Linked DNA regions of Sus scrofa: regions 2 and 3 are each linked to region 1. The links are chromatin contacts, called in public Hi-C and promoter capture Hi-C maps. All regions are on one chromosome and are shown on one strand. Each heading gives the region's core, a stretch centred on a gene start, on an enhancer-like site or on the middle of the called end of the contact. The rest is flanking DNA. Distances are from core to core; before and after follow the strand shown. Region 1 holds the start of ARHGAP42 (rho GTPase-activating protein 42). Region 2 overlaps ARHGAP42 (rho GTPase-activating protein 42). Region 3 overlaps ARHGAP42 (rho GTPase-activating protein 42).

The links. Promoter capture Hi-C pulls out the DNA fragments that hold promoters and counts their contacts. Hi-C and Micro-C count contacts between places; a contact is called where the count stands out from the background.
Region 2: a contact with region 1 is called in a Hi-C map of subcutaneous adipose tissue, with 2.1 times the contacts expected there. The contact joins the enhancer-like site here to the promoter of ARHGAP42 in region 1. A contact is called at or near these places in 9 of 47 Hi-C or Micro-C datasets (adipocytes, embryonic fibroblasts, fibroblasts and 3 more).
Region 3: a contact with region 1 is called in a promoter capture Hi-C map of liver, with 7 times the contacts expected there. The contact joins the enhancer-like site here to the promoter of ARHGAP42 in region 1. A contact is called at or near these places in 2 of 5 promoter capture datasets (fetal liver and liver), 20 of 47 Hi-C or Micro-C datasets (adipocytes, alveolar macrophages, brain and 13 more) and 1 of 2 datasets of contacts at active chromatin or transcription factors (skeletal muscle).

The regions. Positions count from the first base shown.
Region 1 is chr9:31,718,594-31,723,136 of Sscrofa11.1, reverse strand. ARHGAP42 (rho GTPase-activating protein 42) reads right to left here and starts at 2,551. Exons shown (of 24, transcript XM_021062699.1): 1 at 1,634-2,551. The coding sequence starts at 1,787.
Region 2 is chr9:31,909,613-31,914,155 of Sscrofa11.1, reverse strand. All of the region lies in intron 4 of ARHGAP42 (rho GTPase-activating protein 42), which reads right to left. Among named protein-coding and RNA genes, the nearest start is that of ARHGAP42, 190 kb to the right of the region's middle. Within about 2 kb of position 2,660, at least 16 of the 83 cell types and tissues checked have an H3K27ac peak or open chromatin away from gene starts, as enhancers often do. A contact at or near this core is called in retroperitoneal adipose tissue and subcutaneous adipose tissue, where this site is marked.
Region 3 is chr9:31,857,937-31,862,479 of Sscrofa11.1, reverse strand. The region is part of intron 3 of ARHGAP42 (rho GTPase-activating protein 42); the gene reads right to left. Among named protein-coding and RNA genes, the nearest start is that of ARHGAP42, 140 kb to the right of the region's middle. Within about 2 kb of position 2,594, at least 9 of the 83 cell types and tissues checked have an H3K27ac peak or open chromatin away from gene starts, as enhancers often do. A contact at or near this core is called in liver, where this site is marked.

The DNA.
Region 1 (4,543 bases), core at 1,302-3,801:
AGTTCATAATATTACTACTAAAACGATGTGCATTTTAGAGCTTTTATCACAGCTTATCAAGTGCTTTAAACTCTTGAAGCCTAGAACAGATCTCCAGCAGAGTGAGGGAAAATGTCACTTGTAGACCATCTGAGAAACTCTCATTGAAGAGGGATTATGCTCTCTAAAATCCAGAGAGGCTAGTCTGGAGACCTCAAGTGGGATTTGCAAACCAGAGGAAGAAGAGTTCACATTTGTGTACACAAGACGGAAAGAACTACAGATAAACTAGTCTATTTTTCACAAATCAGGACAACGCTATTATCAGTAGCAGCCTCAAATTCAGAAATTAAGTGAATTCAGATATTGAACATATCTTCTTTACCCTGGCTAAGTAACACAAGTGATAAGTAAATGTTTTAGCATTGGAGATGGTTAAAATAAAAAGGATTTAGGAGCACATTAATTTCAAGACATTTTTATAAGCTCCATTCTTCCTATTAATACATGCTTCAAAATACAGGTAAGACGCTAATGTTGTCTTAGGTTCAAGCACATGGGCATCTCTTTCTTGTAGTCATTGACCTAATACTTGACATACAATGAGGCTTCGCCAATCTATGTCTTGGGGATTGCTAGATCACCCAAAGGCCTCTCCACTTTATGGAAAATACCTCACCCACTCACCTATCAGAGGCCAGAGTGTCTAGGGTTTCATTTTCAGTGGCTAAAGTTTTCAGAAGCCTCTATTAAAGTTCAAATAGGTCCTGGGAAAGGTAACAAATTAAGCTTATTATTTAGTCAGTCAATTCTCTGTAAGAGAAACTCTTGAGTTTCATTTACTAAGACTCTCTCAGCTCTTAGTAATTGAAAGTGAAGATCCAGAGGATGCAAAAAGGAGTGAGGAAAATCCTAACAGGAGGTATGCAGAAAAGGAGGCGGGAGAAGCCCCTAAAAGTAATCTTTACTTGCTGTAGAAAAGAAGTTCTGATTGGTCTTTAGCCACTGAACTCTCATCCCCAGTGACTCCACCAACACCAGGGTTACAATGCAAGCCAGAAATTAAGACGCACAAAAGTCTTGTAAAGAGATAAAAACCCAGTGGTGCCATGCTGTCGTCATTCATCTTACTAAATCGCAAAACTACAAAGCTACATATCTTTCAAAAGGCCTGAAGACTGATCTACCCAATGAAGAGCCACTGATGTACAGAAGAAATTAATAATTTTCCTTGAATATCACTAAATAATCTAGCTTTATATTTATCCTTCAGATAAACTCTTTAACCCCTCCTGAAGGACTTTTTTAAAAAGTTTAAACTAGGCACAATAAAGTTGCAAAAAAAGACCAACAGTCGCCAACATTTTTCAAAGAGCGTTATACAAAACGATGACTTTGATCAACATTCCTCAGGATATATATTCCAGTATCCGGTAGAGAATTTTTCCCTTCCCTACAGACTTGGAAGCAAATTGAGAACACCTAGGAACAAACTTTGTTGGCCACCGGCAGGGGAGCTCTTCAGCTTTTGTCCCCAAACCCATTCAAACAAAAGAAGCTTCGCTTCCTCTAACCCACCCCTCAGACCCGCACCCTCCCAGGGACTCCGCAAATCCCCGAGCCCTCTCCTCCCGCCCCCGCCAGCTCAACTTACTCCTCAGCGCCCCGATGAGCAGAGAGCCGTCCTTAATGAGCTCTTTAATGAACTTGTTGGTTCTCTCCAGTTCAATCTCGTGACACTGCAGGCGCTCCCTGAAATCCGGGCTGTCCAAGTAGGAGTCACTGAACTCCAGAGTCGGCAGCCCCATGGCACCAGCACTGCCAGCGGCCGCCCAGGGCAGGTCCGGGCCGGCGGTCGAGGCGGGGACAGCTGGCGACCGCAGCCGGCGCCTGGGACGCGCGATCCTGGGGAACCAGCCGGGACGCGAGGGGACGTGCAAGGGAAACGGTCCCGCACGCCGCGCCGCCTGCGCGGGACTCGGCGGCGCGCGGACGCCTCCGGGCTCAGGCTTCTTCCCCCGAGGCGAGGCGAGCGCCCACGCGGGCGGTGGGCCAAGGCGCGGGTCCGCTCAGGTCGTTGTCATTCGGACGCATCGTCGCCGCAAGCGCGGAGGCGGCGGAGGCTCCGGGCCGCGGCCGGAGCAGGAAAGTTCTCTCGATTCGCAGGCACTTCCGGCAGCTCTGCTCTCCTACTCCCTTGACAGTCGTTTGCGCTGGGAGCCAGAAGCGCCCAGCCGCCCCTCCGGCCGGGCCGGGGAAACCCTCCCCCTCGGTGGACGCAGGCTCAGAGCGCTCGCTGATCGGGCCGGGCTTGGAGACCCTCCTCCCGCCGCCGTGTTCCCACCCCGCGCCGCCCCGCCCCTCCTCCCATTTACCCTCCTGCCCGCGCCCAGCTGCCCGCACTTTGCTCCTGGGCTCTGCACTGCCGCGGCGGGATCGCGCTCCTGCCTGCGCGCGGGCGTTAACTCAGCAACTCCTGGGCGCCCAGCTTCCACTAGCCCGCGGTGACACTTTGGTGCCCTCCACTCCACTAAAACATCTCCAGCTCCCAATATGCCTCCCTACCGGTTCTCATCACCCACTGCCTAGAAATGTCTGGGAGAGAAAGCAACGTTATCTCTCCCTGAAGTTTGAAGCCTGGTTGGGAGATGCCACTTTCGAGCGTTAGTTTTTACTTCGCTAGCCTGCGCTGAATGCAGAAAAATTCCATGTTGAAAAGTTTCCTTTTTTCTCACCATTCACTGCTTTGATCCTAGAAAGTCAGGGTTTTTCTATTCAAAACGCAGAACTTCATAGACCTAGGGCAGTTTTTTTGTTTTTCCAAGTTGCTGAGAAGGTGGGAAGATTTTAGATTGTTTTTATTCCACCAAATAAGCGCCTCGGACTGAGGGGTTCTTCTTCTAGAAAAATACCTGTTTGCATCACAACTGTATCTTTTATGGTCACCTGGATGGAATTGCCCTGCAAGCGTGGAGATTTTCAAACTGTTGAAGTTGGCTGAAATTCCAAATGAATAGTTAATTCTTACCAAGAGGCGGTATACCCCTCCTCTGGGAGGGATCACCTAATAAATTTCTGTTCTCTCAAAACCTTGACAGCAAGAGAAACTGCTGCTTTACATCTAGTCCCGCCATCATCTATAGGATTTCTGAGAGCGCAGTTATTTTTCTAAAGGATCTGCTTTTAATTTCTATGTTTTCATTGCTTTGTCCATTTGAACCATCTGTTAAAAAACCCTTCTACAGATCATGGGAAAAATTCCATTAAAGTGCTTTACATTTTTCCCAATTAAAATTGTTTCAGAATCTGTCAAGACTTTTAGTTTCATTTTTTTACACATGAACATTAAAAACAGCATGTAAACCTTAAACTAAGGCTGATAAGATGATGTAAACAATATATTTGATGGCTTTGGTTTTAATTCTTCTGAGCCGGGAAGTTGGACTTAACCTTCCATCTGTAATTATGTTCCTAGCCTCAAAATATTGGGAGAATGGCCAATTACCATTAGAGTCATTTTAACTTTTAATGTCTAACTTGTGTCTGTCAGTTAAATACTCCTCATTTGGAAGGTGGGGTGGAGTGGGGTGGAAGGCAATAATGCTATTTGTCAGTTAATGGAATAACAGAAGCTGTAGTGGGTCTGTTTTTCACCTGAGGTGATTTTACACCTATTCATCACACAGGCTGAAAGACAAAAAAAAAATAAAAAAAAATTAGGCAGGCCAAACAAATAGTTTCCTTTCAACTTTTGCCATGTTGCTGTTCCAAATAACTAAATCCAATGCCAACTGCTGAGATATGAAACAGGATAAAATATAACAATCTCTTCCTGTTTTTCATTAAATGAAAGTCCTGTGATTAATTCTTTAAGAATGCATCAACAGTCTTTGATAAGTAGCATTTAATAAGGTAGATGTCAATTTTCATTCTTCCTTTAAAGTCTTATATGTCAGGACAGATTTATTCTAGATTCTAAGATATATGTTCTAATTTACCCATTCATGTATGTAATTGCATGTTTTGTGCCTACTGTATACATTATTAGGATCTGGGCAGAGAAGCAATTTATAGGGAAAGATACGCAAAGCAAAGCATCAAACCTGACCTCAAGCAGTTCTCAGAATAGAAAACAGAGAACAGATACCTGTATCACATGAAGCAGACTGCTATGTTACAGAGCCTCACCCAGATATTTTAGCGATAATGCACTGAGGCCATTATCAATGTGTTTCCACTCAGGCCCCATCTTTGCATTTCATTGAATGGAATTAGGATTTTTCCTCCTTCCCTTCATCATTTATCCTCTAAAGTTTAGTGAGTTATAATGGGCTTTTTACCTGCAGGTACTGTCAGAGTTACTCATGACTTATTCCTGTGATTCATACTTTAATTATACCTGCTAGTCAGGCTTTCTCTTATGCCACATTAACCCAGCCACTTGAGAGACATCAGAAATGGTTTTGCTTTAAGGTGGATTTACGGTCAGTTTTGAACTGATGTTTTCATGTATTACTTCCCTTCCATAATAATGGAACCAGAATCTTTCTAAAATAATAGCCTT
Region 2 (4,543 bases), core at 1,411-3,910, 190 kb before region 1:
TCATTTATGTAAATTAAAAAGCCATGCATAGAAAAATAATACCCATTTTATAAGAATGTAAGACAAAAACAGACACACTAAACTTATAAGAATGGTTACTATATATGAAAGAAAATGTGAATGAGGTATGGGTAAATGAAAAAAACAATTGGTCTGTGAACTAAAAAGCAAACAGTTGAGAAAAGATAAGAAAATTAGGAGATTAATCAGGAAACCCAACATCTGACTAATAGAACCACTGGAAGGAAAAAAATGTGAGGAGGGAGTTACCTAAAAAATAATTCATGAAAATTTCCAGAACAGAAAAAAAAAAGTATCCATATTAAAATGGCACAATGTGGACAATGAACAACAAATGAGAAATACTCACAAGATCTATCATATAGTATTACAAAACCACGGATAAAAATCAAAACCTAAAAACAGGCCAAATAAAAGTCATCAGAAATCAACAATGAATCCACAAGAACATTACAGGAAATTACAAAACAAAGGTGCAGTGCCTTCAAAATTCTGAAGAATAATGAATTCCAACCTAGATTTCTATATCCAAATTGTCGATCTAGAGGGTGAAATAAGAATATTTACCAACATACAAATATACAAAAGATTTACCAACCATGTACCATTTCTCAGGAAGATACTGAGTGATATGCTCCACTAAAATGAAAGAATAAACCAGAAGAGCAAGACATGGGATCTAGGAAAACAACAGTTTAACGAAACAAAGAAAATTCTCATGATATTGGTAATACGAACTTCCACTAAAAAAAAAAAGGACTCATAAGCCTATGAACTTTAAAGCAACCAGTTGTGACGAGAGTTCCAGGACGAATGTTTCTTTCAAAAAAATGGATACGATATCTGATGTATACAAATATACCAAAATGTGCTTCATAATTACATTTGTACATTTGGGAACAGAGAATTTTATGCAAAATTTAAAAGGCAAGTATTAAGTCTAGGAAAAAATCTCTTCTTATGTGTATATGAATGGTTGAGTTTCAAATAAGGGAAATGAGTGACAGCGATGGTATAGGGGACAGGAGGAATTTGGAGTGTTTTGTTATTATTAAGCATTTCTGCTACCTGGTATAGTATATACTACAGTATAACATTACCTAAAAGTAGATCTGGATTAGTTATAAATGTATACTGCAAACTCCAGGGCAATCATTTTAAAAAGTTTTTAAAAAAGTGTAATAGATATGCCAAGAAAGGAGAGAAAAATGGAATCACATAAAATAATCAAAACCTCAAAAGGCAGAAAAACAGGAAAAAAGACAGAAACAAAGAACAAGGGCAACAATAGAAAACAATAGCAAATATGGTAGATATTAATCCAACTATATCAATAATCACTTTGAGTGTGAATGGTCAAAACACACTAAAAAACACACAGAGACTGTCACGGTGGACTGAAAAGCAAGATTTCAACTATAAAAAACCAACTTTAAACATAAAGACATATATATTTAAAGTAAAGAGACAGAGAAGGACATATACCCGCTAACACTAAATAAGGTAGAGAAGGGGTAGCTATACTAATGTCCCGAAAGAGCAGACTTTGAAGCAAAGAAAATTATCAGGAATAAAGAGGGGGGTTCACATAATGATAAAAAAGGTCAATTGTAATTCCTAACGTGTATACACCTAACAACACAGCGTCAAAATATGTGAGGCAAAATCTGACAGAACTGCAAGGAGAAACAGATAAATCCACAATCATAGTTGAGACCGTCAACATTCATCTATGGCAAATGGACAGGTCCTTGTAGTTCCTGCTGTGGCACATAGGGTTAATGATCTGGCTTGTCTCTGTGGAGGCACTGGTTCAACCCCTGGCCTGGAGCAGTGGGTTAAGGATCTGGCAGCATTGCTTCAGCTGTGGCGCAGGTCACAGCTCCAGCTCAGATTCAATCCCTAGACCAGGAACTTCCATCCTCTCTTGGACTGTGTGAAGACACAGAAGATTGGGATCAGGAGAGTGGGAGGTGTCTGGAGTGTCTATAATCTTATGGGCTCTGACAAGACATCATGGATAAAACAGAAGTACACGACTCTGCACAGTCTAGGCAAGAAGTGTGGAAAATTACTCTGAGTGAATTTAAGGATTTCCTAATTAAAAGTAACCCAAAGCTTTTCTTCGGGGCCAGAATTCAAATTTATTTTCTTCTTAGATGACAGAGGACTTGGAAAAAGAAAGAAAAATCTCAGTCGCAAAATTCAAAAAGCATTGATAACATGGAAGGAGAACAAACATGGGGCCAAAAGACTAAAGAAGCATGACACAGACTGCTCACGATAAGTACTGTGACTGAAACAGAGGTATTTTTCCTTCACCCCAGGGTGAAAGCCATAGCAAGTGGAAATTCATTTTACCTATTATGTTAATATTATACTTTCGTCCAAAATCCTTAGAAAACAGAACCTGAGGCAAAGCTGGTCTAATAGAGCTTGCATGTAATCCTTGGGGAGAAAGAGTAGAGATAAAAGAAAGAGAGACAGGAAAGGAGGAAGGAAAACACAAATGTTTATTACTGAACCAACCACAGAAGCAGGAGGAAAAGCAGGCAGTTGCTCATGCAATAAGGCACATTTCCATTCAGCTCTTACAAAACCAGCACATCTCAGGTCATGTCAGTTGGGTAAGGAAAGAGGAAGCAAAGATTTGTCTGTCAGTTTCTTCCATAGCTGGTCAACATTTGCCCCATGGGATAAGAACCTTCCAGTTCTTCCAGACTGAGATCTGGCCCCTCCAGCAGTTGTGGGAGAGGCCAGAGCCCAGGGAGCACCCTGGTACTCCATCAAAGAATCCAGACGTGATGGTAAGAGCCAACTGAGCCTGTTACCACAGCCACTACAACTCCCACTGCAGGAGGGTGTCAGGGGCCTAGCGGGAACCTGGCTCCAACCACGTGTGAGGAAAGACAGGTGACAATCCTAGGTCGGAGTTATCTTCTGAGTAAACCCTAAGGGCCTGGGAAGGGCATAAATTGGGCCTGAGACCAATACACACATTCCCGAGATACAGATAGAAGATTTTATCTTTATTCAGTGTGCTATCTTTATGATTTTTGATAATGAAAGTACAACATTTTCAAGGGATCGGTGGATTCACTCACAACTTAGTTCTCTTGAGCCAATTTTGGTATTTAGCTATTATGTGGCTTTCAAGAAGATCATGTTTATAAATAGGAAAGAAATAATGTGTTATCATGACTCCCCTGTTATACAGTGGAAAAATGAGGTTCATGGAAATTAACCATAGGCCATTAAGCCAGTGAAAGGGCGGAGTCTGGACAAAAACACAAGCTCTTTCCCAACATCAGCATAAACAGCACAACTGCTTAGTTTTCACATTTTAAAGGAAAATGACCCCTATCTTCCAAAGGGTTGAAGAGCCTTGGTCAATCTCAAAGAATTAGTCACATGAGCCAAAGCTTGGAACAGCTCTCATGGAATTCTTTATTTCTACTGCTTTTATCAAAAGTCCTATTTGGCAGAGCTCCAACCTTTTCCCACAGTTATAGAATGCCTAAGTTGTAGTAGGGCACATAGCTGCCAAGATTAAAGAATACATTTCCCAATCTCGGAGCAAGGAGATGTGTCCACGTGACTGAGTTCTGTTCAAAGAACATAAGCAGAATCATTGGAGCAGCTTCCAGAAGCCTTCTCCAAATGCCAGGTGCTCCTCCTTCAGCCTTTTCTCCCACAAGGCAAGAACATGGTTTGATCTTGCACTGCAGAATGCCCTTACTGCTCACTTCCTCTTCCCTTCCTTTCTTGACTTTTGACCTCAAGTTTAATCTCTAAAAAAAAAAACTTGCATTTTTACGAGACTAGTTCCAAGAAAAAAGTTATTATTGCAGGTATTTCTGTCTAAGGTCTAATTTCTACAACCAGACTGAAAGGCTCCCTAGGATAAAGATCACAGAAAGGAAAAAGAGAAGGAGGAAGGGAAGGACGGAGGGAGAGAGAGAAAGAGAGAGAGACAGACATTAATTTTGACTGACTTTGTCCAACTTGTTAATAGCGTGGAGGTTGGGAAATTTTGGTTAGACTATAGGCTAACATAGTACTTTCTACATTAAAAAGGTTGTGATTAACTGCTGAACGAATAAATTACAATCAGCCAATTCTGTAAACACTGTCACATAGCTCTCCTCTGGATTTTATTACCAACTGTATTACCCTGGACACTTACCGCCCTGGCGTCTTGGTCACCTTATCTGTTCCCTAATAGCTGGAGTCAACAACTTTAGCTTGAATATTCAGGAAGCAAATAGAGTATAATGAAGTAGCTGATTAGGTTAAGTGGTTACTTCTCCGGCAGCATTTACATAAGCTTTTCTTAGGTATACCCACTATAAGAAACACCATGGAGGATGGCTGTTGGTGTGGCCCATCAATCACAGTATAAAACGATGAATACCCACAGTTAAGAGGTAGGGATTAGTAAAAAAAAAAATACCTACACTACACTTGCATTGTAATGTAGTACTATCTCAGCTGCTCCTTTGCTTTATTCAGCTTGAGGTTT
Region 3 (4,543 bases), core at 1,345-3,844, 140 kb before region 1:
TTTAGCAGATAGATGTTAATGTATTTTAATCATAATTGCTCAGCATTTATGTAACGGCAGATTGTTAAAACCTTAAGAAAGCAATTTCTTAAACTTCTTACAACAGTTTTGCAAAAACAGTGAGGGGCTGGGAGGGAAGAGGAGGAGAGAGGGGAGAGAAAAGAAGCGAGAAAGGAATAGAGATGCATATAAATAAAGCCAAAAGGACCTAACCAAAACAGGCAGAGATTGAGAAAAATTAGGAAGATGGGCTGCGGGCTAGTGGAGTGCTGCGACAGGCTCATTGGGCAGGTTCACAGTGGTTTCCAGGAACCATTAGGTGGCATCTTTTCCTAAGTTGCACTTAGTGACCTGGGTTGAAATCAGCTGAGGTGGAGATTTTTACACGATGGTAATCAGCATTACAAATCATGCTTTTAAACACATAAACACAGGTACACACATCCCTAACCTGACTGCTGGAGGTTAACTTTTTACCAGCACATCATTGCTTAGTGCTAAACACCAACACTAAGCTGTAAACAATGGTAAAAGAGTGCGAACCATACAAGATTCCTTTTATCTCATTATTAAGGTATCTCTTCAAAACTTGTATTGGTAGGCTTCTAGCATTTCCAATTTAGTATGCCTTTCTCAATACCCAAAAGAGTCAACTCATTTGGACCTCTTTACTCTCAAACTTACTTTTACACAAAGCAAGGACTTTGGACTTCCTGGCTTCCAGAGTGACACTTTGAACAAACCTTAGCGATGATAAAAACAATTTAAGCTTCACAAGTCTATTTGAGTGACAGTAGGTTTCTGTACTGCTGGCTTGAGAAAGATGCTGAAGCTGAACCTGGATGCTGAAGGAATGATCACAAAATGTTGACTATAAATATCTCTTGCTCACAAGAATGACAGTACTCATGCTGTAGGTTATTCACAGGTCCATCTTTCCAGCCCTCCAAAGATAATGTCTTATTGATTTTTTAATTGTCATTGCCTAGCAAAGTGCTTCGCCACAGTGAAAACTCAACATACTACAGCTAAATTGAGGAATCAAGTTACTTCTAGTAGCCATAATTGCTACTTGCAATGAATTACTGTAACAAATAGTATTTCCTATAATATTACTGAGGATGATGACCTACCCATAAGAAACTAAACTATTTTTGAATATAAGAAAAATATTTCTATAAAATGTTCTCTGATATATGCTGTAAAATATAGGTAGCATTTTATAAGTATATAATAGAAATTTTAAGCTAAGCTCATCAATATTATCTTTAGAAAAAAAATCTCAGCCATGAAAAAACAAATAACCATGTAACAGTAGTTTGTGAACACCTACTATGGGCCAAAGGAGTTCACCTTCAGTCCTTACAACAGCTCCATAAAAAAATACAACACTACCCATTTTATAGTTAAGGAAACTGAGACCCAAAGAGGCAAAGTAATTGGCCCACGGTCACACTTAGCTGGTAGGTGGCAGAGCCACATCCTGGACCCAGAGGTCTGAGTCCAGAGTTGGTATTTCTAATCACTGTATTTTATATACCACATTACACATTCTCAGATGAGAAAGAACACACTGCAGGAACAAAAATTAGTCTTGCCTCCAAATAAAGTTATATGAAATATAAGTAAGGCTATGATTTAAAAAAGGAAAAACCAAAAAAAAAAAAGAGCTATAACGTTAGAGTGATGAGATGATTATTTTCCTATTTTCTAATTTCTAAACCCTGAAATGTAGTTACACTATTTTTTCTATTACTAATATTTTTTTGGAAAATGATATACACTTTCTATTGCATCCGCAAACAGTTTCACTATTGTGCTGATGGCATATTTATGTGTGGGATAAAAAGTCAAGCTAAGTTGAATAATAATGCTTTTCTTGGCGGACGAAATGCTAAGTTGTAATGCTGTAATGGTGAGGTAAGACTCAGCATAGACATAGGGAAGATTAGGAAGAGATTACTGCAATTATTAACTTAAAATAGGAGTATTTCCCCCATATAATTCTATCCAGTTAAAGTTTGGAAAGTGAGGAAAAAATGGAGTATTCTTTCAGAAACAACCATAAGAGTACTGGCTCTTCCTACTTCACTTTCCCTGGTACAACACTTACTTGGGACATTTATGTCACATGCTATCTTGACATAAATAAACACAGGAAATATGGTAATTGGGACTTTTACAGTTAAGAAAAAAAAGCACCAGAAGCTAATATACACACACAGAGTATCTTTCCTATAAACTACCCTTGTAGTGACTGCTTGAATGTGAATATTTTAAGGAACTCCAGTGGCTGGGGAAAGAGAAAATAATCTTTTGAAAGAAATAATTCCTTAATCGAATAAACCAACGAATTGAATCACAGTGTTGTTAAAAATAAAACCAGGAAAAATTGATTAAGAGAAACCTTCAGAGCTTTAATGCAGAATCGCAGAAGTCCGCAAGTACCCAAAAGTTATCTAAGTCCTACAATTTAGCAAACAAGAGATATGATTTATTTTGCAAACATTTTCTTTTAAACTTCCCAGGCATCTGAGCACAGGCTCTTAGTCATAGCTAAGAATTACTTCCTAAATAAGTTCCATATGTTATAACTCCCATTCCTGGTCTTTTCCAAAGCCAGATCTGGTCATAAACTATGGGCTAGTTAACCACACTGTACAGCTGTCAAAAACTTTTCTTATCCAATGAAGTAAAGAACCTCATTCAGCCCTTTCTGTGAGGTCTTATATCATGTGAAATATGAGTGTTATGTCAATACTAGAGAAATTCTCTTTACAACACATGACAAACACAGAAAACAATACACTATTCCTTATCTGTGAAGAGGACATCCTGATAGAAAACACAATCATTTAATAAATCATTAACATCTGACCTCTTTGGGGCTTACCCTCAGGCCATGGTTTGAATTACTCTCAGTTCACAGAATGGGGTAAAAGGATATTTAAGATTCTTTTCCAGAAAATAAAGCTTGGAAACTACTTTCCTGTCTGACAGCAGCAGCCATTCAGACTCTAGGGCACTCACAATGATGCACAGAACCTGATACGGTGCAAAGCAGTAATGCTATGATCGAAGACACCTGAGTCATGCCCCTGAAAAGGTATGGGAATGCAATATCACTTATACGTGGAATCTAAAAAAATGACACAGAAGAACCTCTCTACAGAACAGAAACAGATTCACAGAACAAATTTGTGGTTGCCAAGTCAGAGGAGGGTGGGGTTAGCAAAGGTACGCTAACATACTTGAAGAGGATAATCAATAGGATCCTACTGCAGAGCACAGAGAACTGCATCCAACATCCTACGATAAACCATAACGGAAAAAAATATTTTTTAAAAATTTTAAGTTAACTGAATCACTTTGCTGTTCAGCAGAAATAAACTGCTCTGCAGAAATTAAATATAAATATAAATAACTGAACCAATTTACTGTTCAGCAGAAATTAACACAACACTGTAAATCAACTATACTTCAATTTAAAAAATTAAAGTAAAAGGTATGGGGGGAAAATCTCTTGCTTCTCTCTTTTTCTGCTTCCTCTTAAAAAATTAAGAGATACCGTATTTAGTGGAGAAAAAGAGTTGGCACCTCAGGTGCTCAGTTTACATAAACAAGAAGACTATTGCTGCTGGTAAGACCCTACTTCTTATCTCAGCATTACCCAGCCCTCCATACAGAAGCCTGACAATAAGACAATCCCCATCACCGATGGCCGACAATCATATCCTGTTTGTAACTTTCCGCTTATAGTTAATTTCTAACATATTCTAATATATGACCAGAGTTACGGTATATTTTAATTAATCTAAATTTTCTTCATCTTTTTAAATGTTTTACTGGAGTACAGTTGATTTACAAGATTGTGATAATTTCTGCTATAAAACAAAATGATTCGGTTATAAATATACAGACATCCATTCTTTTTCAGATTCTTCTCCCATATAGATTATCACAGAATACTGGATAGAGTTTCCTGTACTACACAGCGGGCTCCTGTTGGCCAATCATTCCATATGCCACCAGCATGCATGTGCCAATCCCAAACCATCTGTAAATGTTGGATGAGAAAATATATTTTTAGATAATTCAAGAATATAATAAAGCTGGAACGTATGTTATGACTATCAAAAGAAAAATAGTTTTGCATACCAACGTAAAGACACAAAGCTAGTGAAATCAGTACCCTAAAGCTTTCACCCCATCCCCACTAGGCATATCATCGTGAAAGCATCTAGGTGTATGTATCTTTAGGTGGCCTTTTGACCTCATCAGCTTTCAAGAATTCTTTTGCAGAGTAAAAGGAGCAAAGACAGACTCAACTAACTTACCTTTATCTTACATTTTAAGATAAAACTCGACATCCCATCCATTGGTGACCTCGTGTGCTTTCATACCTCAAATATCATGTGAAGTGATGGCTTATAAATCTTCTCTCCAGCCCAGATATTTCTGCTAAGCTCCCTATCTGTAAACCAAGTGTCTGCCCCATTCCCACAGGCACCTCAAAAAACCCACCCTCAAGACAGGACCCAGC